Regions from separate parts of the Mus musculus genome. Here region 1 is linked to region 2. Evidence: chromatin contacts called from public Micro-C data. All regions are on one chromosome and are shown on one strand. The core of a region is the stretch at or near the end of the contact, and the rest is flanking DNA. Distances in the headings are between cores, read along the strand shown.

Region 1 (2,894 bases), core at 198-2,697, 170 kb before region 2:
TCTCTGCTTCATTCTATCTGGAGGCTAAACATCTAAACTTTCATACCTATCATAGGAAAAAACAATTGTCTGGGTGGGTATCCTAGATGTGGATTCTAATTGGCTCTTTGTACAGTCATTCAACCAATCACCTTGCCTTTGCCACCCCAAGTCCCATACCACTGTCTGTTAAGGCAGTCCTGTTACTTTGTTTCCTGATATTTCTATGACATGAATCAAATTATAGTTGACTTTGCATGTCTGTGGGTTGTGAATCTAGGGATTCATCCAACTGTAGACAGAAAATATTCAGAAAAATGTTAACTTGAACCTTACATGGGTGCTTTCCTTCTTGGTATTATTCCCTAAGATTATACTATATCAACTGTGTACATAGTATTCACACAGTCCTGTGTATTATAAGTAAACAAGAGGTGATTGATTGAAGAGTTGTGAGTAGGGCTTTGCAAATACTGTGCTATTTTAATGACTTATTATTACGTGCAGATGTGTTTTTATACATACACACACATACCCAATTGAGTCCTTATAATAATGTTACTTGTAGGTATGTTTTTAGTGTTGACCATTTGACATTGGACAAACATCTAGCAAGCTCTTTCCTGGGAAAAGCCATGTTTCCTACTCCTGTCTTTCCTGAGTTGTGTGTAGTTCCTTGTGTAGGGTTGAGATCTCCTGGGCTTTTCCTCAACAGTTTGTCCTGATCATTGGTGTTATCCTTGTCTGCTCACGTTTAGATGAGTGTTGTGGAGAGACTTGGAGTGTACAGCATCAGATGTTACTAGGAGACACAATCTAAGAGCAATGTCCCTGATCCTCTAACTCTTACAATCTTTCCACCCCCTCTTCCACAATGTTCCCTGACTACACTACTTTGGATAAAACATTCAAGTCTCTGCAGACTTTGTATAATTGGACTGTAATCAAACCAATCCCCATGGATATAAGGGGACAATTATGCTTCTTATTGAATATACCCGTTTATCAGCTACTCAAGTCTAGTCACCTCATTTGCTTAAAGAGAAATAGAATCTTTGAGAGACCAAGCAAACTAGCTGGGATTTTGATAAAGAATGTTGTGATTCACAATGGGGGAACGCAGAAGCTTAGAGCAGCTGGATGGGAAGCATCCCTGGACAGCTGCTTTTTATTCCATAGCTCAATACAATGCTCTCTTTGCCATGAATTTTCATGGGGGCTTTAGGCAAAACCCTACAGCAATTCACAGTCCTTGCGGTCAAGGTCACCATGATATGCTTTGTTCAGCTTACACACCACAGTCCTGGCCTGAAGTTCTCTGACTTTAGTACACCAAAGCACTGTAGTTAGATAAACAAACAGCAGCTGCAGTAATCAGAACTAATTTTAAAAGAAAGTCACACAAAGTAAACTAACTGCACTTGGCCATCTCATTCTGGTTTGTTGCATAAAAAGGTTTTATCCAGAGATCATTTATTTCCTGCAGGTGTTTCCTGCTTCTGAGATGATGAACTAGAGAATCTGCAATGGTGGTATCTCTCTGACACCATCCTATTAACATAGTTCAGTTGTTCTAGAAACAAGCGTTCACCAAGGAGAAATATTTTACATATTTCCAGAAACGTCTTAAGGGTTTCCTTTGTACAGCATCCATTAGTGCCTTTGAGCCTGTTCTATACAATCTTGGAAACGGAGAGCTGAGAATAAAATCACTACAATTGCTACAATTTTTGCCCCAGCGCTCAGCACTTCTTGTAAACAGAATGTGTACCATTGTTCCAGTACCAAAGGAAAAAAAAGAAAGAAATCTAAGTGCTTCAAGATCCAATTTCGACAAATTCCAATTCTCACTCTCCAAAATGAAGGAAAACATCTCTATTGATTTCTGACATAAACAACTGGATCAAAAGCACTTGCTGCTTTTGTTCAGAGTCCCCCTCTCCCTCTTCTTTTCCTTCTCCTGCTTCACCCACCTTTGATTGGCTTGTTACAGAGTGAACTTACTCACACACCCTCTGTTCTAAGCTGTTTTTTCCCTGCAGAATTTTTGGGCTGTAATCAGAAGGTGTGTGAGTGCTGTCTGAACTGGCTATGGCCTTGTCTCAATGTGCTTATGAGTTCCGAACCTGAAAGCCTGACTTCGGGGCCAGGGTTCTGCTTTGGCTTCGGGCTTCAAATCAGATGGGCTGGTGACTCCACCAGTGAGGGCACAGCTGGCAGCCTCATGAGCAAGGATGGGGAAAACCGTGGCAAGGAAGCAGTAGAGGCAGAAGCTGAAGAACTTGTGTTTGTTGTAACTTTACAAAGCTTTGTGTCTTCTATCAGGTTTTTATTCTTTATTTGTTCATTTTTTAAAGAAAACCAAGATTCAATACACATACTATAAATTCACTCTTTTGCAGTGTACAATTGAGTAGTTTTTTGTTTTGTTTTGTTTTGTTTACTTACAAAGTTGGATATGATTATCATTTCCTAATTGCAGAATGTTCCCAACATGGCAATTAAAGACCCCTGTTCATCAGTAGTCACTCCCTCTCCTCCAACCCCAAATCCTGACAGCCTATTTATCTACTTTCTGCCTCCATGAATTTGTGTGTTCTGGGCACTTCCTAGAAATGGAGTCATAGACAATGTGACCTTTTGCATCTTGCATTTTTCCTACCTGCCATTTAGTGTTTTCAAGGGTCATCCTTGTTATAGCACGCAGCCAAACTTTGTTTCTTTTTTATGGCTGACTGACATTTCATTGTATGGATATAAGACATTTTCATGACATTTTCTTTATCCATTCATCAATGTGTGGACATTTTAGTTGTTTATACTTATTGTCTATCATAAATAATGTTGCTATAAGTGTGTGTGTGTTCACGTGTACTCATGCATAAGTGTGTGTTTGGAGACCTATCAATTCCATT
Region 2 (2,700 bases), core at 13-2,512:
CCTCTCTCCACGTCCTCTTCTCATCTCAAAAGAACCAGACAATGGAATCAGGACTCACCCTAATCCAGAATGTTCTCCTGGATACATGTGTAAAGTTCTGGAAAAGATCGGAGTCTCAGTTTCCCTATGGATACAGATTTGGTGAGCACTACCGATACTCAATGGCTGGTCGAAAGGACACATGACGGGGACAGCGTCAGCCTTCAAGAAATAAGAGAGCATCTTCCTGTTTTTGTTATTTTTGCCACTGCAGATGCTGTTGGTGTCTTTTTAGGGAGTACGGGATGTAGCAGTGGTTCAAATGAAAATGTCCTCTGTAATAATTGCAGGTATGAATACTCAGTCCCCGGTTGGTGAAAGTGTTTGGAGAGGTGTGGTTTTGCTTCAGGAAGTATGTCACTGGGGGTGGACTTTGAAAGTAAGAGCCTCCTGCAGTTTCTGGTTTCTCTCCCTTTGTGCTTATGGCTGCAGTTTGGTCTTCAAACTCTGGCTGTGCCTGCTGCTTGTTACCATGGCTCTACTTTTTTTTTGGTTTTTTCGAGACAGGGTTTCTCTGTGTAGCCCTGGCTATCCTGGAACTCACTTTGTAGACGTAGACCAGGCTGGCCTCGAACTCAGAAATCTGCCTGCCTCTACCTCCCAAGTGCTGGGATTAAAGGTGTGCGTCATGACGCCCGACTCAACAGGAACTCTTATCTCTCTGGAACTGTAAGCCAAAACAAGTTCTTTCCCTTAAGTTGCCTGGACTATGGTACTTTAGCACAGCAGAAAAAAACAGGTTTACTTAGGGGTGGAAAAAGCAAGGCTGGGGAGCAGTGGGGATAGAGGCAGTTGGAAGATCCAGCTGGGAAGATGGTTCAGCGACCAAGAATGAGAAAGTGTTAGGTAACATTCCTCCAGTGGACTTGTTTGGTTCCTGTAGTCTCCATGACAACACTCAGGGATAAAGTATCAGGAAAATGGACAATGTACCTAGCCCCAGGCTGGGTCTGCCCAATTAGTGTGGCTTCCCTTACTTGGGAGAAAGGAAACAAGAAGATGGGAGGGGGGTGTTTAAGAACACTTTTCCCCCTCCTATTAAACATATTTCAGAATATTTCTTAAGGGAGGAAGAAGAGGAGACTAGATTCTAGAAGTGACGCTTCGAGGGAACGCAGGGCTTCTTGCCGAAAAGGAAGTAATTGTCGACGGGGATCCCTGAGCCCTGGCAATAAATCAAGCGGAACAAAGATGTGAAAGCAGCTGGAAGAGCGGGTGCCTCTTCCTTCCCTAGGCAGGGATGGCAGGCATCCTAGACACTGAAGCTTTTGTTAGTAATGTGATCTGAATACGCCAAAATCTCACCCTGAGGTTAAAGTGTACTCTGCCAGGCGTCGCTGCAAACAGTTTCATACAGATATGGCACACATCTTTGGAAAAGATGGAAGGATAAGAGTAAAGTCACAGCTACTGAGTACAAAAAAGAAAAAAAAAATCTTTTGATCCTCTTTTTTCTAGAGACTGTTCTGGTAGCCTTGTCACTGGATGCTCTTGGTACTGGTTTTAAATTATGGACCTATTGACAGAGTGGTGAAGTCTGTAGATTTCTCATCATTAAAAAAAATGCTTTAAAGTAAATACACTTAAAACTAAATAAAACCGTCTATAACAACTCAAAGCAAGCCAGTGGTATCAAAAGGTAGGTATTAAAATGTCAAAACAAAACCAACAGATATGTGATATGGTTCTATGTGTACTTCTATATTAATGTGCTAAATAACAAGAGCTAGCAGCAGGTTCCACAGTTACTGCAGTTTTAAAGCAATGAAGAGTGTGAGCAGTGTTTCTAGCTGTCCCGAGTGGGAGCTGCAAATTATCTTTGACTTGCGTTCACAATTGAATCAAAACTCTCCATTTCAGCTGGAGATGGATAAAAACCAACACGGGGTTTGCCCCCATTCCAGTTCTCGGAATTCTATCTGCCAAGATTTGTGCCCCGTCCCAATTTAAAGGCTACACCATGTAAACCTCACAGGCACCCAGTTTTTGGTGGGGTTCTGCCAGACAGAGGAGTACCGACCATTATGTTAGCAAAGGCTGCCGCCTGCTGGCCAAAACATTCAGACTGTTCACTTAATTGGCTGTGTTAGAAAACAATGGGGCAAGCTATTAATTCACTGACTCGCATCTAGAAATGGAGCAGGAGGCTACTTGTCAACCCAGCCCCATGGCATCCAATCAGTGCAGATTTAAAAGCCCCCTTTGGCTTAGCTGGCAAGTGCTGATGGCTGGTACTGTTGGTCATTAGCAATGTGGGACAAGACGCCAGCATGGCAGGCTGTTTCTAGGGAGATTGCTCTGCTCAATTCTGATCTGTGAAAGTACAGATCGCTTAAAGGTTAGATTTCCCAGTGGGCTTGTCTGACCAAGGTGTTCAGGATCTACTTTCAGTGCTAAGGGCATGGGGCTATATGGAGAGGAAGGAAAAGGAATTCAGAGCGACCCGTGTGCCAGAAACCAGCTAAGTACTTTCACGTATGCGGCTGCATTTAATTTCTAAGAGAATCCTGTTACTGTTATGATGAGGACTGAAAACAGTCACTAAGGCTTAGAAAGGAAAGTTGGCACCATCACTCGGAACGCATGCACCGCTTGGGAGCTCGCTTGCTTCCCAGTCTCTGCTCTAGTGGGTAGGTAGGCAAAGATTCTCACAGCAGTGCC

Evidence for each region. A called contact is a pair of places that touch in the nucleus more often than the background predicts.
Region 1: a Micro-C map of muscle stem cells shows a contact between it and region 2, with 7 times the contacts expected there. The contact joins two enhancer-like sites. A contact is called at or near these places in 1 of 39 promoter capture datasets (the 3T3-L1 cell line), 1 of 15 datasets of contacts at CTCF or cohesin (embryonic stem cells), 13 of 484 Hi-C or Micro-C datasets (the Patski cell line, adipose-derived mesenchymal stem cells, cerebral cortex and 7 more), 7 of 115 datasets of contacts at active chromatin or transcription factors (all in embryonic stem cells) and 1 of 9 other capture datasets (embryonic stem cells).

Annotation. Positions count from the first base shown.
Region 1 is chr1:57,599,459-57,602,352 of GRCm38.p6, reverse strand. No RefSeq gene overlaps it. Among named protein-coding and RNA genes, the nearest start is that of Spats2l, 170 kb to the left of the region's middle. Within about 2 kb of position 1,447, at least 12 of the 459 cell types and tissues checked have an H3K27ac peak or open chromatin away from gene starts, as enhancers often do. A contact at or near this core is called in muscle stem cells, where this site is marked.
Region 2 is chr1:57,428,488-57,431,187 of GRCm38.p6, reverse strand. No RefSeq gene overlaps it. Among named protein-coding and RNA genes, the nearest start is that of Gm22371, 7.5 kb to the right of the region's middle. Within about 2 kb of position 1,262, at least 93 of the 459 cell types and tissues checked have an H3K27ac peak or open chromatin away from gene starts, as enhancers often do. A contact at or near this core is called in muscle stem cells, where this site is marked.